Linked DNA regions of Mus musculus: regions 1 and 2 are each linked to region 3. Evidence: chromatin contacts called from public Hi-C data. All regions are on one chromosome and are shown on one strand. Each heading gives the region's core, a stretch centred on a gene start, on an enhancer-like site or on the middle of the called end of the contact. The rest is flanking DNA. Distances are from core to core; before and after follow the strand shown.

What was found. Hi-C and Micro-C count contacts between places; a contact is called where the count stands out from the background.
Region 1: a contact with region 3 is called in a Hi-C map of the N1E-115 cell line, with 10 times the contacts expected there. The contact joins two enhancer-like sites. A contact is called at or near these places in 1 of 15 datasets of contacts at CTCF or cohesin (pro-B cells), 3 of 484 Hi-C or Micro-C datasets (the N1E-115 cell line, cardiomyocytes and nephron progenitors), 1 of 115 datasets of contacts at active chromatin or transcription factors (pancreatic cancer cells) and 1 of 9 other capture datasets (embryonic stem cells).
Region 2: a contact with region 3 is called in a Hi-C map of the N1E-115 cell line, with 6 times the contacts expected there. The contact joins two enhancer-like sites. A contact is called at or near these places in 6 of 484 Hi-C or Micro-C datasets (CD8 T cells, the N1E-115 cell line, bone marrow-derived macrophages and 3 more) and 2 of 115 datasets of contacts at active chromatin or transcription factors (cardiomyocytes and pancreatic cancer cells).

What each region holds. Positions count from the first base shown.
Region 1 is chr1:64,190,152-64,193,156 of GRCm38.p6, reverse strand. The region is part of intron 1 of Gm35880 (a long non-coding RNA gene); the gene reads right to left. Among named protein-coding and RNA genes, the nearest start is that of Gm39654, 65 kb to the left of the region's middle. Within about 2 kb of position 1,421, at least 51 of the 459 cell types and tissues checked have an H3K27ac peak or open chromatin away from gene starts, as enhancers often do. A contact at or near this core is called in the N1E-115 cell line, where this site is marked.
Region 2 is chr1:64,090,225-64,093,014 of GRCm38.p6, reverse strand. All of the region lies in intron 1 of Klf7 (Kruppel-like factor 7 (ubiquitous)), which reads left to right. Gm13748 (a long non-coding RNA gene) reads right to left here. Exons shown (of 3, transcript XR_003947836.1): 3 at 1-2,408. Among named protein-coding and RNA genes, the nearest start is that of Gm13748, 12 kb to the right of the region's middle. Within about 2 kb of position 1,279, at least 12 of the 459 cell types and tissues checked have an H3K27ac peak or open chromatin away from gene starts, as enhancers often do. A contact at or near this core is called in the N1E-115 cell line, where this site is marked.
Region 3 is chr1:63,952,302-63,955,040 of GRCm38.p6, reverse strand. No RefSeq gene overlaps it. Among named protein-coding and RNA genes, the nearest start is that of Gm13749, 11 kb to the left of the region's middle. Within about 2 kb of position 1,345, at least 22 of the 459 cell types and tissues checked have an H3K27ac peak or open chromatin away from gene starts, as enhancers often do. A contact at or near this core is called in the N1E-115 cell line, where this site is marked.

The DNA.
Region 1 (3,005 bases), core at 172-2,671, 240 kb before region 3:
TTACTCTCTGGGGAAGCACACAGCATCAGGGAAGGAGGAATGCTCTGGCTGGCTGTTTATAGGACCTAGGGGCTCTGTCTCACATCTCATGGGTGAAGTGAAGATGAAACTGCCTGAAATCATTGTGTTTAGCTTGGCCTAGTCTTGGCTACTCTTCTGTGGTAGGTATCCTCCACACAGGCCCAGACCAGATTGCTGTGGTTAAAGGCTGTTCAGATGTCCCTTTATTCTCAGGGCTACTTCCTGGTCTGCTACTGTTTCTAAATGGATTGAAACAAATGAGCACGTATATTCCAGAGCTTCATCTGGGAAGGACACAGACTCAGAGTCAAGGCTGTGTCTACGGGGGTTCATAAGCAAGGTCCGACAGATGAAAGAAAGCCCTTTAGAGAGCAGGGATTAAGGGGGATCTATGTAGAAAACAGGCCTGGAAGTTCCAGAGTTTACCTGATACTTCTGATTGAACCAAACTCAGAAGCCATTTCAGGTAGAATTCTACGATGGCATGGGGGTGCATGCCTAGAATCACAGAATTGAAAGTCTGGGACAGAAGGATTTTGTGTTTAAGGCCAGCCTGTATTACATATTTAGTTCCAGGCCAACCCTAGCATTACAGCAAGCCCCTGTTCCAGTAAGGAAGTAAACGAAATGAATCAATTAATGAAGTAGAGATCAGAAACTCAAATGGCATGCAGAGGTCCGAATGCATGTAAATGAGCAGAGTGGGGGACAGGGAAGAGTGAAACATGGGACAACATGGAGGGCACCCAGCTACTCCAGCATCCTGGGGTCAGGCAGGAGTGCCAACCTAGCATTAACACACCACAGGCTTTGCAAGACGATCATAAAATCTGTTTTGAATTTTAAAAATATTGCTTTGATTTTGTTTGTTTGTTTTATTTGTTTTAAATACTGGGCCAAAGCAAAGGCTCTGGCCAAACAGAAAGCATTCCTGGAATTAGATTCAACAGGGGGTACCAGTGAGCAAGCACCAATTTAGAAATATCTGTGACAGGACTGGCTCAAGAGCAGCGATTTGCGGACAATCCAGTTTGTGGCTCTCACCGTCATCTTCATACCCTCTCCTCACTCTCAGTGGCGTTAGCATGAAACCAGGCCAAAGGGCAGGACTCCATGCACGATCCGTTCCTAGGCAGTCATTTTGCTAAGTGTTTCTCACCAACCTACAGTTGTAGAGTTCCCCACCCAGTTCCAGGCATGGCCTGGTCCTTCTTGGGGATTGGAAATTGTACTCTCACTTCTCTCTCGGCTAATTGCTTTAATGCATCCTGAATGTATCTAGGCTACCGCCCCCTAACCACTGGGTCATCATTTATTCACAGGCCTGAAGTCCCTTAAGCAGCCTCCTGCTGGCCCTCACGCTGTGGGGGATTAATGTAGTCTGGTTGGTGAGTCAAAAAGAAAGATGACATCATTTTCATGTCAGGCTCAGGATATGTGCTTGTGTCTGCAGGGGTGACAGAGTGCAAAAAGAGGAAAACCCAAGATCCTTCCCTTCCAAGGTGGCATGAAGGCCCCTCCCCCGTCCTCCTCTTTCAATCCAATCTGGCTTCTCCTGAGGGAGTTATTAATGTGGGACACAGCCTGGCTCCTTCCCTTCTGTCTCCTCATATAAATCCAACTAATTAATTTACTTTAACAAGAAGAATCATTTTTTCTCTCAATCTTTGTTGTCGTTGTTAGAGCTTGGTTTTCCCTTACTGCAAAGCCAAACCATGGCTGCTTTCATCCTTTCTCTTCCAAGTTCATCTGTGCCAGGCCCAGCACATGAAGATCTCTTATTCTACAAAGGCAGATCCACCACTCTAAACTGGGAGAGAAGGACCCTTTGTGTTAGGATTAAGTGAGGAAAAAGTCCTAGAAGAAGAGGAAAGGGTGAGATTCTACTTTCTCCCAGGTTAATCTGGCAACAGGCAAATGGAAAGAATAGCTCATGCATGGAAGCCAGTCAGCATGAGGAGATTTACACGAGTTTTCAAAATCTCCAGTACAAACAAGTTGGCCCCAAACCAAATTACATCAAGATAAGTTTAAAGCTCTTACTTGCCCTTTCATGGCGACTCCAGAATCAAAGCACCTCCTTCTATATGACAGTGAGTGTTCTAATCAAGGGAACAGAAAGGCAGAAGTGGAGAACAAAGTGAGAGGACTGCTCATTTCTCTCTTCTGATTTTTTTTTAGGAGGTCAGATAAGCAACCTAGTTCTGTCTTGGTTGAGTGACGCCATTTGGTTTGGGCTGTTGGATGTGGTGCAGTAAGGAATTCAGTACAAACCAATGGCTTGGGGGTTTTTGTTTGTTTGTTTGGTTGGTTTTGTTTTTTATTAAAAACAAGTACACGGAATAGCACATAGCAGTAGCATAGTATTGGCTATTTTTTGTTAAATCTTCTATCTCCTTTCGATGTTTGAATAGAAAACCCTGCCAGAAATATGTCACTTATTGTCAAATAACTGTCTCTCTGTCTTCACCACACTTGAGGAGAGCAAGACTATATGGGCTCAGATTGCTGTTCCAGGTAATGGTGTCAGCATACAGAAGTTGAAGGTTGCTTTTACAAAGGAAATCAGGAGGAAATGGAACTGGGACAAAACCAAGTGTCTCTCTCTCTCTCTCTCTCTCTCTCTCTCTCTCTCTCTCTCTCTCCTTTCCCTCTCTCTTCCTCCCTCCCTCCCATCTCCGCCTCTTCCTCTTCTTTCTGTGGAAGTGTCAATCTTTTAAAAGCCCCCTCCCCCAATAAAAGTAAAAGGAGAATCCGGAGGAGCAAGTGCCAGCCTGCCCATTCACACTCATCTGGGGAGAGGGGTTGGAAACTGCTAATGGAGGGGCCAGCTGCTATGGAAACTCTGCCAGGCTCCAGCGAGGGGCTTTTACTTGCCACTGAAACCCTCACTCTTGGCTTCAGCTAGAGCATGACTAAAGACACCAGGGGGGCGATCCTGAAACACTGGATAGAAATAAACCCCATTCCTGGGGCGAGGCAGC
Region 2 (2,790 bases), core at 30-2,529, 140 kb before region 3:
CAGGTGGGAGATTGTGAAAAATGCTAATAAGCATTTTTAGATGGTTTTCAGAACATTAATATATTCTCTCTCTCTCTCTCTCTCTCTCTCTTTTAAAGTCAAGTGATTCCCATTGTGTGGATTGAATGCGCAGAGTCCTACACTCACCTGCGTTCTCGCTATGGCTTTGTCCTTGTCTGACAGCTTGGTTTTGGTTTTGTGTTTTTAGAGAGAAATGGAAGGTTTGTATAGATTTCTGAATCAGCAAATCTTGGGATTCAGCTCACAGTATATTTTTAAAAACTCTGTAGATAGTGACCCTTCCATTCATAGAGACATTAACAAACGCTGAGAGTACAGATGTCTTTTCTTTTCAAGAAAATGAGTCACGTGCAAGGAAGAGTAGTAAGTCGTTGAAGATCAAACCAAATCTAACCAAACTCGCAATGATAAGACATTTCATACAAAACATCAAAATTTCCTTTAATTAAAGTAATGGCTCTGCCGGGGGCCCACATTCCAGGATTCTCAGTAGAGAAAACATGTTTTCTTTATAGGCGAGTTTTATTAGCAGTGATGTTCCGGTATGTGGTTCAGGTTAATTAATGATGCAGTCACCCTGGTGTCTTGCCATAAGCCTTTATTCCAGTAAGTAGGGCACTAGGAAATCACATTGGCCTATCTTGCCATACCATAGAGAAATCCGTAATTTGGGCCATTATAATATGTTTCTGTGAGGTACGTCAACAAAGTAATTTAAGAATTCTTACATGAATACCACCTTTGACTAAGAATTAATTCACTATAAGTGGTAAGTGTCCCATGCAATGCTTTGCATGTTCTTAACTATTTTATTGGCCGAAATGATTGAAACCTCAAGTTCGGACCACCCACAAAGTCCCATGGCACCAACCTTCATTGTATAAGGAGATTTGTACCAAGGGCCATTTTTCTCTCCTGAGAGTTTTTTATTATTATTATTAATTTTTTATCATGGTAATGTTTTAAAACTTAATTTGGGTTGTGCATACGTAGCAACCTTCCTTGGAGGTTGAAACAACAAAGCAACTGGATTGGAAATTAGATTTCCCTTCCGCGGCTAATGCAGTTCTCATTCCTTTGGGAGTTCCCGTTCGCATGGGCTGATGATGTCTCTGAAACTCTATGGAAATTGGTTCAGACAGGAACAAAGGGGGAAGAGAGGACGGACGGCAGTGATGATTCAAATTAGTGTCTCTTCTTCAATGAGAGTCTGGTGTGCTTGAAAGTGCATGTCATCTGATATCAGTCAAGCCACCTAAGGTTAAGTGAGGTGCCAGAGTGACAGGAATCCAAACTTCAGGGTCCCAGCAGTTGAGTCTTCCTGTCAAGTTGGGTTGGATAGTTAATTTGAAACCTGTACCGTCTTCACACGTGGTTCAGAAATGGGCCACACGCAATTTCATCTTTCCTTACCCGGTGGAAAACCATCTCTTCTTTTCTCTTTGATCTGTTCCCAGGCAGCCCATGAAAGATTCCTAGTACCTAACTTAATTTTGAAAGGGTACAGGTTTTTGACTCACGACAATGACAGCTTTAGGAAGAGACATCTAGAGTACATTAAAAAGAATATACACTTGCTGTCAGTGGTGTCCGTGCAAAAAAACACACATTCAAGGAAATCCTTTACAGACACTTTTCAAGATCTTCACCTCAGCGCATGCTGGTTTGAACGCCATCCCCTGGTAATTGAATTTTGGCTTATTTCCAGTGTTTGAGAGCCTGTACCCATAAAATAATGCCTTGAAAGAACTAGTACCTCCCAGTAGAGATATCTTTTTATGTAAAATTCTTGAAGGGAATAGAGGTGAAGGAAATGCTTCTATGTTTGGAAATTGTGGGAGAAATAGACAAATGAGCCAACAAAAGGGTCTTGAAGGACCTCACCCATGAAATTAGTCTGAATGTCAGAAAATGGTGGTTCCTGGACACGTCCAGGCTTGAATGGATTTTTCCATGGAAAGCCTTCTTAGTTAAGGTTTGATGGTTCTATAGCTGCTAGTCCTCGAGGACAGACTGTTATGTGCTTCATGCTTTGGCGTTCAGTGGTCAGAGTTGCCTTTGTCACTGACATCCCATTAGTGATGGCGGAAGTGGTAGTAAATGTTATAGAGTATGTTGAGCCTCTCTATTGTTCCCCTGTTCCCCCAGGACAGCGGTTAATAAGCTTCCATCATGCAGGTGCTGAGAGGGGTGGCTTTTGTTCATCTGAGTGGCACTAGAAGTTCATGATGCAATACGGACTGCAGAGAAGAAACAGGCAGGTGTTTGCATCTGTCTGGAGTGAGCCAGAACGTGCAGCCAAGTCTTTGTCTTCAGAGGAGACTGTTTCCCTCCTGCTTGATCAGTGTGAATCTGTGGCAGGTGCCTTCTAGGTGAAATGATGGTACCTTTCAAAGCAATAGGACAGCATTTTAGGATGGATTTCTTGGCTCAAGAGATCACCTCAGGTTACCTAAAATTTCAAGTTGAAACATAAGTTTCATATGTTCATTCAACCAGAATATCTTGGAGGTTCATAAAGGCATTTTGCTGCGTGCTGGGGCCTAATTGGTACATCACAGTCTATTCTCTGAACTACTGTTCTTTGTAGGGAAAGATGGGCAGTTCAACATGAAAACGGAGAGCTGAGATCAGTCTGGGACCTTGTAAACACTGAATTGCAAGTAAAATTAAGTAGTATGGAGATGGATGGATGGGGGGTATTTTGGGTTGGCTTGTTCAGGCAAGCCAAAGAAGGGCTGTCTGGGTAGGTAACAGTGAACTGAAACA
Region 3 (2,739 bases), core at 96-2,595:
ACCTCTTCAGAGAGCACAGAACAAGTTTCCCATCGGAGAGGGTGAGAGAAGACAGAACTCAATTAGAACAATGCAGCCTCTGGATATGTTTGAGGACGGGTAGAGAAAGGCTGAGCTTAGAGAAAGTACCCAAGGAGCTGAAGGGGTCTGCAACCCTATAGGAGGAACAACAATATGAACTAACCAGTACCCACAGAGCTCATGTCTCTAGCTGCATATGTAGCAGAAGATGGTCTAGTTGGCCATCATTGGGAAGAGAGGTCCTTGGTCTTACGAAGATCATATGTCCCAGTATAGGGGAATGCCAGGGCCAGGAAGCAGGAGTGGGTGGGTTGGGGAGCAGGGTGGGGGGAGGGTATAGGAGACTTTGGGGATAGCATTTGAAATGTAAATGAAGAAAACATCTAATAAAAATAAAAAATAATAAAAAAAGAAAGGCTGAGCTCGCTTTCTTCAAATACTAATTCGCTGTGTAGATTTCCCAAGCAACTCATCTAATAGACCTCATTGTTCTGTCACACAAGGGTCTCAGACAAGTTTCAAAGAGCTATAAGTAAACAAATTCACAAACACAAGAGACTTGAGAAAAGGAAGTCAACCCCCCTCACTATGAACACATCCAGGAAGCTAAATGGAGACACTGAATGGTCATCTCAGTGCCCTTGACTCTGATCCTATCAGGTCCACTCATTCTTACCGCTGTACTTGTGAAAAACAGAACCTCTGCCAACAGACTAAAGCTGGGGAAAGTCCTCTCCTACAGTCCTTGGTCTGCTTTCTCTGGTTTGGTCCTGAGATGTCACAGGCACTGGGAACCACAGGGTCAGGCAAAGCTCTTTCTTCTCTCATCACCCCGCCCCCACCCCCACCCAACACACACGCCTCTCAGGAGGAGACAGGTTCACCATGCTCTTCACCCCTCCTGACAAGGAGACATCTCATTTATAAAGGAAGGATGCTTGGCCTCTGAATTGGGGTAATGGAATATTTCTTGTAAACCTGGAATTAAGATGCAGACAAAACAAGAGTCCTTCAGCTTCCTTTTATTGGTCCTCAGAGGTGAGCCTGGAACAGTCGTAAATATGTATCAGGGTGGCCCCTGGCTCTTCAGTATTGAAACTCCACTCACAACAAAGCCAAGTGTCCCTGATTTGCCCCCCCCCCCCGCCCCCGCCGAGCCTCCTCCCACTTTTGCCTTGTGTCCCCCCCATGCTTCCATCTCCCTACCCTGGTTGCGGTGACTTTGAAACTGGTAAAAAGCTTCCCGAGGTGACACGCACAGCTGTGTGGGCTGGAATGCATTATAATGCTATGTCTCAATTACAATATTCTTTGGGTGATACGGGAGGCAGGCCCAGCCTGCCTTAGAGCGCACTGCCACCTCCTGGAAAACACCTGCTTCGTGCCGCCTCGAATACCACCAACCAGAAAACATGGCCTCTCCTGTCTTTAGAAGCAAAGATCTGGGTGTACAGAGCCATCTTCTCCAGCCCCCTTTAAACTGGAACACAGCAATCCCTCGAGGAGATGGAAAGGTGTTGCATTGCCATCTTAATTAAAAATAAGTAACTAGGTCGGGGAGGCCACTGGTGTGGGGAGTTGTTATCATTATGTTTGCCTTCTGCTCCCGAGGCGGGTAACAGGCGCCACTTACAGTAATGAGTACCTGGCACCAATAGGATTCTACCCTTGGGATCTCCGGAAGAGGCGCCAACCTTATTTACACAAGGAAGGACTGGGTAGAGGACACAGGGCAGAAGCTGTGTGCACAGGCAGAGAGCTCCAAAGTGGAGAGAACCTTGAGTCCACTGGTCTTTAGAGCAATTATGTACGGAGTCCACCTTACGGTGGGAGTGTTGGGATAAACAAAGATCTGTTTTCAGAAAGAAGCGAATAGATAGGCATCAAAGGTTTCTGTTTGAACTCACAGACTCACAAGGCCAGCCGTCATTTCTGAAGAACAGCTTTAAGAATTATGGAGGGTGACACGCTTGAATTGGCTCAACAGAATGGGTGCATTTGCGAAGTTCTTAGACTGGTCAGCATGAAAAACAGTGGGGTGACAGATTTCTCTATCAACATCGTTCCTTGGAAGTAGCAATAGCAAAAAAATGATTTCTTACATAAAGCCAAAACATTCTTACTTACTGAATCAAACTCAGCTAATTAGGCAAATTGCTTAAATTCAACTAGTGTCCCTTTGAGTGGAACGGAAGGTTATAGATCCTTTGAAAAAAGATAAAAACCCGAAAATTATTCTTTCTCTAGAGAAATGCATTCACATTTCCCCTATTATTTAAAATGGCGGGCTGGCGAGATGGCTCAGCAGGTAAAAGTGTTTGCTGCCAAGCCTGGTGTTCCGGAAGTTTAATCCTTGGAATCCATGTAGTAGGGGAGAATCAGCTTCCACAGGCTGCCATCTGATCTCCACATACATGCTGCGACATGTGTGTCATGCTAGCCCACACTGCAACCTTATCCAAACTGTAATGACATTTAATTAAAGATGCCCTTTACCGTTATCATTCTTTGCAAGCCTGGGTTTAGCTCTGGGGTCTCTTGGTTGTATGGCTTTGGGTGGAAGAGGCCAGGGGAAGGGATATTTGCAAATAAGAGTAGAGCTCTACTTTTGATAGCACCCAAGAGTGGCCAGGGCGTTTCTGTGACTCTTTCCTGGCCTCATATTAAAGCAGTTACATTTTCATCCTTTAGAAACCCTGGATTTTGTCAGAGGCGCAC